2 separate regions of the Mus musculus genome follow, and region 2 is linked to region 1. The links are chromatin contacts, called in public promoter capture Hi-C maps. All regions are on one chromosome and are shown on one strand. The core of a region is the stretch at or near the end of the contact, and the rest is flanking DNA. Distances in the headings are between cores, read along the strand shown.

Region 1 (4,639 bases), core at 803-3,302:
CATGGGTCAGTGAGCTAGAGATGAGAGGATACCTGGGCCCTCTGGCTAGCCAGCTGATGAGTTACAGATTCAGTGTCTTAAAAGAAAAATAAGGTAGAGAACAATCAAGGAAAACATCTTACATCAGCCTCGGACTTACACACATACCCACACGAACATAGACATATACCAGTAATTTGCATGCACACAAAATCACCTGGAGCTCTCACTGGTAGAGCCTTTGCCCAACCTGTGCAAGAATACCTGAATTGTATTCTTAGAATCACCACAAATAATTGATTGAAATAGTGGTCTTATGTTTGGGAAAAGACTATCTGAGGTAAGTGAATGCACTTTGAAGATTTCCAAGTACAGTTCTTTGAGCCTGCGTGTTGCTTCCTTAGGGTGGGCCATGAAATATTTCATGTCAAAGAAGGGGATATAGAGTTAAAATGAATGAGGTTGAAAACTGAAGTATGTGTACTTGTTAATGTTTATAACATATTTATTGTTCTTGTTTTACTGAAAATTTGAGAAAGTATGTGATTCTGGGACAGTAATACTAGATTTTGACGTTTTTCTGCAATGTGGAGTTCTGTGGATGTGGTTGTAGGTGGTGGGTGAATTGGCTATATGGGGAAAGGAATGGAGAAATTGCCATCCTTACAGCCTCAGGCATGCATCCTGGCATTCCCTCCTACTTTGGGTTTGTTTGTTTGTTGTTTGTTTTCCTTCATTTTTTTTCTTGGTCTCACACGGCTGCCCCTGTTTGTCCCCTTTTTTGAAGTTTGATGGGTGTTCTCTTCTCATTCAGGTTATACACTCACACCATCAAGTAAATGTGACAACTTGTCTGACTCCAGCCACAGTGAAATCTCCTCTCGGTCCAGCATTGTGAGCAATGGTTCTGTTGACTCCATGTCTGCAGCTGGGCAGGATGAACGCTGTTCCTCCCACAGTCTGGCAGTTCCTGAGCCCACAGGGGCATTGGAAAAGACAGATCACCCTTCCGGGATCTCAGACCACAGTCAGCTTGCTCACGGGTAAACATCCATGTCTGTGCTCTTGCCTCCAAAACAGAACCAGTATGCAGCATTGAGAGCCTGCCTTGCACCCTCCCCCAGTAGCTTAGGTCTATGGCATACTGTGTAAGAGTGTGAGGCTACATGTATGCCCTTTGTACATACTGAGTGTGGAAATTCATGCTACTTGAGAGATACACAGGTTTCCTTTTTTATTGTTTTGGTTTGGTTTTTGTTTCTTTAGACAGAGTTTCTCTGTGTACCCTGGCTGTCCTCAAACTTACAGAGATCCGATCACCTGCTTCTGCCTCTGCCTCTTGACTGCTGGGATTAAAGGAATGTGCTGCAGCTGCCACCTGGTAGATACCCTTTTTGTATGTTCCTGAACTCTCTTTATTCAGGTTACTTTCTGCCATGTATCTCGTCACTCACTAAGAATCCTGTGCACCTGCTGCTGTTACTAGTGGTGTGGCTCCTGGAGAAAGATTTCACCGTACAGCAGACTTCCAGGCCAGCATGTCTGTCCAGCACAATGCAAGAGCTAGGAGAGTAGGGCCAGGCCTTGGTCTGAATTCCCATGTTTAGCCTTTTGACATTGAGACTGTTGTTTTCTTAAAGAAAAAAAAAATTGACATTCAAGAAAAGCACAATTGAGTCTGTCCCTCCTTCAAAAAAAAGGATGTCAAATGCCAATTTCAAATTTCATCTTGTACTTTTATTTAAAGTCAGTCAGGATTTCTTAGAGGAAACATTGCCTAGCTAAGGATTCAGGTGTGTCCTGGGGCCATGTGCTGAGGAGTCTCCAGTATACCACCAGATTACTCATTGCTCATCTGTTTGTCCCCACTTTCAGGTGGATGCTGTCAAAGCCGTGTCTTATCAAGGGTGTAGCTGTCTCATCTTCTCTGAGCAGCGAAGAGATGTCTCATGAGCATGTTGTGCTGGAAGCAGCTGACAGTGGGCGGGGCAGTTGGACTTCCTGTTCCAGCAGCTCCCATGACAACTTCCAAAGCCTTCAAAATCAAAAAAGCTGGGACTTCCTGAATTCTTACAGACACATGCATTTAGATGACCCTATTGCAGAAGTTGAGCCCACTGACTGTGAGCCCTGTGCCTGTCCTAAAGGCTGCTCAAGAACTTGTGGCCAGTGCAAAGGCAGCCTAGAGACGAACCAGCTGAGGCAGAGTTGGGCCTCCTCCAGCTCACTCTCGGACACATGTGAACCAAACTACGGGACAGTTAAGCGGAGGGTGTTGGAAAGTGCACCAGCAGAGGCACCTGATGGCTTGGAGCCCAGGGATACCACTGACCCTGTTTATAAAACTGTCACTTCCAGTACAGACAAGGGCTTGATTGGTAAGTGCAGGGTTTTTGTATCACTGATGTTGAGGCATTATTTGCCCCTCCCCCTAGAAAGAGATACGGGGCTATCTTTACCAGATTTTTTTTTTTAAGAATGGGCTATTTATTTATTTATTTATTTATTTATTTATATGTAAGTACAGTGTAGCTTACTTCAAACACTCCAGAAAAGGGCATCAGATCTCGTTACGGATGGTTGTGAGCCACCATATGGTTGCTGGGATTTGAACTCATGACCTTTGGAAGAGCAGTCTTCCATGCTCTTACCTGCTGAGCCATCTCACCAGCCTTCTTTACCAGATCTTATTCTTTCTCTGACGCTATACTTATTTTCTTCCTTCCACAATTTATTGCTCCAAAATTTGTGGCTTCTCCGGAGCTTTGTTTGTTTTGTTCTGTTTTGTTTTGTTTTGTTTTGTTTTGTTTTTCTCTGTCATGCATGTCCTTGTTTTTATAAAACAAAAAGGGAATTGACAATAATATTAACAGAAAATATACTTGCTATCAGATACACATGGAACACACAGACCCACAGGTAGAGCCTCGGCGATGCCTTTTCTAAAGTTCCATGCCATTAGGAGTATGTGCAGGGAAAGGAAAGATTGTTGTATTGATCTCTAAGTTGTTGGGTCCACAGTTGCTATGTATACATGACAGAAACAACAGGTCCTCTTACTTTTCAGGCAGAGAGACCTGCTAAGATACTGAACCAACTCTGACACAGTAGGTCTTAGCCCCGTGAGTGGACCCTGTACTCACTCTCAGCACCACAGAGACAGAAAGAGACCCCAGGCATTTCTGTGGACCTCACCAGGTGTCAGCTGATGTGAGGGTTGCTGTCTAGTGAGCTTTTGCAGTATATTTAGTCATCAATTTGTTTATTCCCTGAATTAAATGAGTACTTTCACATAATATCTCTACTTCCCTGTTACATGAAATAACTATCAAATGTGCTAATCTTGTAATATCTTGGATTTATTTAGAACTTTTCAGGATTCTAGGAATGTATAAGCACAGGTCCCTCTGAGTGTTAATTTTAATGTCTTTCACTTCTTGGTGATATGGGTAAATCCTTCTTCATTTTTCTCTTCTCTTGACAACTTTTCCACTGTCATACTTAGTCATGTCTGCTTGTCCTCAGATGAAAGCAGAGGCCTATTCTGACCTTGACATTACATTGACCTTAAGATACCACAAAGAGTTAGTTCATCTACACTAAGAAGGCTCATTGATTGCATTGACCTTGACATTACATTACTTTTGAGTTTTACTGGTAGAAGACTAGGAACCCAAAGGACAAAGCTCTTGTTGTGATGGTGTGATGTGCGATGTAGATGTGACTCCTTAAGTCCATTCTGCTCATGTGTTGGCAGTGTCTTAGATGTTCTTTGTATAATCAACAGATAGTTGAACAGGCTTCACTCCTTTCTTCCTTGTTCTGATACTTTTTGAAGCTTAGTCCCTTTCCAGGGGTTTATTATACACTCAGCAAAAAGAAAAGTTATCATTATTCTTTTTTTTTTTTTTTTTTTTTTTTTTTTTTTGGTTTTTTTCGAGACAGGGTTTCTCCATATAGCCCTGGCTATCCTGGAACTCACTTTGTAGACCAGGCTGGCCTCGAACTCAGAAATCTGTCTGCCTCTGTCTCCCAAGTTGCTGGGATTAAAGGCGTGCGCCACCACGCCCGGCTTTATCATTATTCTTAAGGTCACATTTTCTAAACTTTGGGTTTTTTTTCTACACTTTAATCAGAAAACAGGAGTTAGAAGTAAGACCCTAAGCCAGGCAGTGGTGGCACACGCCTTTAATCCCAGCACTCGGGAGGCAGAGGCAGGCGGATTTCTGAGTTCGAGGCCAGCCTGGTCTACAGAGTGAGTTCCAGGACAGCCAGGGCTACACAGAGAAACCCTGTCTCAGGGAAAAAAAAAAAAAAAAAAAAAAAAAAGAAGAAGAAGAAAGACCCTAGCCAAGGGTGGCAGCATAAGCCTTTAATATCAACACCAGGAGTCAGAGGCAGACCTCTGAGAGCCACGGCTGTGTAGAGATCCTTCTCAAAATAAAAATAACATACCACAAAGAGTTAGTTCATCTACACTCGGAAGGCTCATTGATTGCATGCCTGGACTGGGATGTGTCCACGCTGAGCCACCCGAAGACGGTCTGCGAACATGTGCCAGTGCTGTGACTCAGAGCCAACAGGAAGTGAGTTTGTGACTGGTTGTCTTCAGGAGTGAGGGCTTCATTGAGCTGTTGGGTGCAAGGGCTGTGCCTGGGGA
Region 2 (4,639 bases), core at 584-3,083, 520 kb after region 1:
AGGTGATTGAAGGTTGGGCTGAGCTCATGGTGGAAAAGAATGTGTTTTGTTTAGTTTTGGTTTTGGGTTTTTTTTTTTTTTTTTTATGGTTTGGGACCCTGTGAAGTTGAAGTAGAATTGGGTGACCCAGAGAGGATTTCATGAGTATAACTGTGCCCTCTGCTGAAGGTAGAGGATAAAAATAGACACTTCAAGAATCATCTGGGTTCATGTCTCCTGATAATAGCTCACTGATAGGTGATTTAACTACTGTTTGAGGTCCAAGAGATAATAAGCTCAGAGGAGGGTGGGGGTGAACTCAACCAGAAGACTAGGGAAGGCTTCCTGGAAGTGTACACTTGCACTACCCTGCCCTACCCAGAATTACTTCACACGTGTGTTGCCCAGGTGCCCTGGAATGAATTTAGAAATTTATGAGCAGGGCACCCAGTGGGAAGGTGGGGAGGCAGAGGGTGAGCAGGCCCAGCCTGCCCGTGGACTTCGTGCCTCTTGCATCCTCCTTGACTGGTACTGGGCACTCTAGTCAGACTCACTCCATAGTACATCTGTCACCGGGAGCAGCTGTGACAATGTCTGCCTCTGTTTCTGAGCCCACTCCACAATTGGAGCTGAAGGCCCCATCTACTGGAGATCTTAGCACTGCCTCTGTTCCCCCAGCTACCATGTCCACACAGAGGCTTCGGAACGAAGACTATCATGACTACAGTTCCACAGACGTGAGCCCCGAGGAGAGCCCATCTGAAGGCCTTGGCAGCTTCTCCCCCGGCTCCTACCAACGCTTAGGAGAGAACAGTAGCATGACGTGAGTATTTGTGACCTTCTGCCATGGAGTGGGCTTTCCTGTCCCCAAGTCTCCCTTGGAACAACTGGTGCCTCCACCTTCCCATTTTACACTCTGCTTGACAGAGGAAAGTAGGCTATCCATAGGCAGGGCCAGCAAGGGACTCTGCCCCTCCCTAGTCATTGCTTATTTCTTGTTAGTTCCCAAAGGCTGGTGAAGAGCTTGTACTTAAAATCTGCGTGAGAAATAATGTCTTGGGCAAGAACCAAGTGTCAGATGCCTCCTGGCCCCATTAGCGCCTCCTTGGCAGAGCCTCCTGGGACTCCAATCCCGGCACTTGGCGGGAGGGAGTGGCAGCTGTATTTAAGAACCCTCCAGAGTTGGTAGAAGAGAGATCCACTTTCCTTAAGGGGGCTGCAGTCTTGTACCTGGCACCTGAAACCCCAGTCTCATCTGGGCCACGTTTGGCTCTCTGGTTCACAGTTTCTCCTGATATAAGAACCAGTTGAGAAGCCTACTGGGAAACTGGGCTGGCTGTGTGAGGAAACTTCAGAGGATGGGGTTCTGTTCTGAGTTTCCCAGCATGCCCCTGGCCTTTGTCAAGGTCCCAGGTCCCTGTCCTTGGCGGTCCTATCATTTATCCCCAATCTCAGCTGTCATCCTTCTAGTGTCCCTTGTGGCTGGGTGTGACTTACTGAGGATGGCTCTGTGTCTTAGTGCCTCATGCCTCTACGCTCCATGACTGCTTAAAGAGACTGTGGCAGCTCAAGGGGATGTGTGGGGTGTTCTCTCTGCATCTTTTCCTGGGAGGGTGTTTTCCCCTGTGAACTGAGGTGGGTGTAGAAAATGGTGTGTGCACATGAGTGGCTCCTTGCCACCATTAGCACAAAGATTCTGGCTTTTTAGCTTATGCCCCATACAGCCCATTGTTACAGATTCCCGACTTACTTGCAAATTCAGCTGGGGAAGAAGATTGCTTGTGTATGATACAGCTGTTGGCAGCCAGGACACCCTTCCTGTCTTCCCTCTGATTTCATCTGTCCAATCAGTGTGGAGAAGGAGGTCTCTTGAGGGCTTGTGAAATACTTCCAATTGTCAGCTTGTTTGCACAGTGCTTTCTGTGCACAGTCTGAATTTTTCACTTTTGTAGAGACTTCTCTGAAAGTCAAGTCCAGCTAGCTAGTCAAGAACAGAATGGCTGCTCTAGGTCAGCCATCCAAGGATACATGCCTGGGCTGTCCTCAAGGTCGCCTTTATCACTTCCCCTGGTTTCTTGGAAATCATGCTGAGCAGACAGTTCCCTCTTTCGACTTCTATTAGGACATTTCCCAAGATACAGGGCAGAGTATTCATTGGGGTCTTGGAGCATTGGTCCCTCCAGCCTGGGGACAGGCTCTACCCAGGCTTTTATTCTGGAAACATGCCGGGTGGGCCAAGGCTGATTAGGGACCCTTGTTAATCTCTCTCAGGTATTGTGAGGGACATGATTGGAAGCCTTTATCCTTCCTGTTATCTACTTTATTAAGGAGCAAAGTACCTTGGAAGAGCTGCTTAACCACACCTGACTCTTCTAGAAGTTAAAGGCTCAGTTAAAAGCCCAAAATAGTGAGTGCAAATAGGAACTGTAGACATTTCTGTGGCAGGGTAATAGTGATTTTCAGCTAACAGTTGGTGCCGTAGAGCCATTGACAGTATTGGCAGCAGCCTCTGTTAACACCGGAGGGCGGTTTACACACAGTAGGGCCGTTTATACTGTAGGGCACATTTTCTTTCTTGCCCTATTGAGTAGTTAGGAACATCTCTCTATCCCACCTCAGCAGTGCTTCCAAAGGTCAGCAGACTGGGGCATCAGCTACCCGCTGGCGTCTGATGCCTCAGAACAGCCAGATACGGCCTGCAGAGCTTCGGGGTTCCTAGACCAAGTCCCTTCCTCCAAGTGCCAAGGTGCTGTTTGCCTGTCACTCTCTTCACATGTGCACAAAGATGCAGGGCAGTGTGCGTCTACAGTTTCCCCCACTCACACTTTCCCCCTCCCCCCCCCCCCCCGCCCCAACACACATACCACATTGTCTGAGACACATGTGGGTAGAAGGAAAAGGACAGTTTGACAGGGCTGGGGCTGCATGCAGCCTGGGTGGCAAAGTGCTTGCCTAGCATGTACTATGCCCTGGTCTTGTTCCCAGAAACACATAAATTCGGTGAGGTGGCACGTGGGAGGTGGAGGCAGGAGGATCAGAAGTCTCAAGGTCATCCTGGACTACACAGGGAGTTCAAGAACAGCCTGGGATGCCTGAGGCCCTGTCTCCAATGACCAACAAAAAATTCTTGACAAGAGAGAGAGGTCATTAACTCTTATTAAGCTGCAACCTTTAGCAACGGGGCTTTTAGTAGTCTAAATAAAAAATTACCAGATACCAGTTGTCAACTGAACTAATTGGGTTTTTTTTCTCCCCCTACCCCATAGGAATAGTTTATTTTACTAGAGAGAACAACCAGCTAACTAGGTTTTTCAGACCCAAGTATTTAGCATTTTCTTTGAAAATGAAATGAACCCATTAACTCAAGAAAAAAAAAAAAAACACCAGCAATGTTCTTGTGGCTCCCATGAACTGTGAGCTTTCAAACAAAATAAGAAAAATACAAACAAGCAGAGTGCCCAAGTCACCCTGGTATCCAGCTGGCACTGTGAGATCATCCCCAAGAGGTCCAGGGGAACCTTCGGAAGCAAGGTTTTGAGCTTATATAAGGACCTAGGTGAGCGCATGCCTTAGGAGCCAGGAAACTCCATGTATGTTAGGAAATCTTGCATGATAGAAAGGTCCCTGAAGACAGCAGCAGCAACAGTGGGTTAAGGAAACAGACTGTGGGAGGCTCAGCTTCCACGCAGCAGCATCTCATTTTGGAGCAGTGTCAGAAGAACTGTCACGGTTGAAGAGGCGTTTAAGATGTCCCTTCCTTTTCCGGCTGTACGACTAGGGAGAACACAGTCTCTCCTAGACTCGCTCCAAAGCAACGCGACATATAGACATTGAAACAGACACCCAGCTGTCTTCTGTCAGATGAGACGTTTAGGAGATATTTTAAACAGCCGTGGGGGACGTGATGCTGGAACGCTGGCTCAGTGGTTAAGAGCATTCGCTGCCCTTGCAGAGGGCCTGAGTTCTGGTCTCAGCACCCACAGTGGGCTGTTCACAGCTACCTGTAACTCCAGCTTTAGGGGATCCCATACCCTTTCCTGGTATTTGAGGGCACCCTCACTCATGCACACGTGCACACACACAGACATATTTTTTTTTTAAACGAGGGGCCGGAGATCTAGATGATTGCTGTTCTTCCAGAGGACCCAGCTTTGGTACTCGGCATCCACATGATGGCTCAACCGTCCATAACTCCAGTCAGTCCCAGGCAACCTGACACTCTCTTCTGACCTCCGAGAGCACTCCACAGTTACTGCACAGTACAGATGAGCGGGCAGGTCCTAGAACAGAAGGGATGGTCATGCCAAATGACAGTAGTCAGGGCCAGGAAGCCCAGCACAGAGGCATTCTGGGGGAGGTTTCAGAGAAGTGGGAGGGTGTGGTACAGATTTACCTTTGCACTGAAGTGGGTTAAACATTTGTTTGACAAGATAGAGATTTAACAGGCCCGTTATCTCCTGGCCACTAGCTGCCTGTAATGCCTTTGGACTGTGTGGCCTCAGAGTTGCACAAGGGAGCACATCTCTCCTGGGAGGCAAAGGCCTTTTCCTGATGGTAGGTGCCAGAATGGCAGGTAGATACCAGGATGGCAGGTAAATCAGATCTCCTTCCTGGTGGACCTGAGGGAAGGGCCTTTGTGGGCCGCAAGTGTTGTGGGCGT

What was found. Capture Hi-C pulls out chosen DNA fragments and counts their contacts.
Region 2: a promoter capture Hi-C map of adipose tissue shows a contact between it and region 1. The contact joins two enhancer-like sites. A contact is called at or near these places in 1 of 39 promoter capture datasets (pre-B cells) and 1 of 9 other capture datasets (adipose tissue).

Annotation. Positions count from the first base shown.
Region 1 is chr11:54,689,384-54,694,022 of GRCm38.p6, forward strand. Rapgef6 (Rap guanine nucleotide exchange factor (GEF) 6) reads left to right here. Exons shown (of 29, transcript NM_001252494.1): 26 at 794-1,022; 27 at 1,855-2,357. Among named protein-coding and RNA genes, the nearest start is that of Cdc42se2, 96 kb to the right of the region's middle. Within about 2 kb of position 2,053, at least 24 of the 459 cell types and tissues checked have an H3K27ac peak or open chromatin away from gene starts, as enhancers often do. A contact at or near this core is called in adipose tissue, where this site is marked.
Region 2 is chr11:55,213,273-55,217,911 of GRCm38.p6, forward strand. Slc36a1 (solute carrier family 36 (proton/amino acid symporter), member 1) reads left to right here. Exons shown (of 11, transcript NM_153139.4): 2 at 658-802. The coding sequence starts at 663. Among named protein-coding and RNA genes, the nearest start is that of Slc36a1, 11 kb to the left of the region's middle. Within about 2 kb of position 1,834, at least 34 of the 459 cell types and tissues checked have an H3K27ac peak or open chromatin away from gene starts, as enhancers often do. A contact at or near this core is called in adipose tissue, where this site is marked.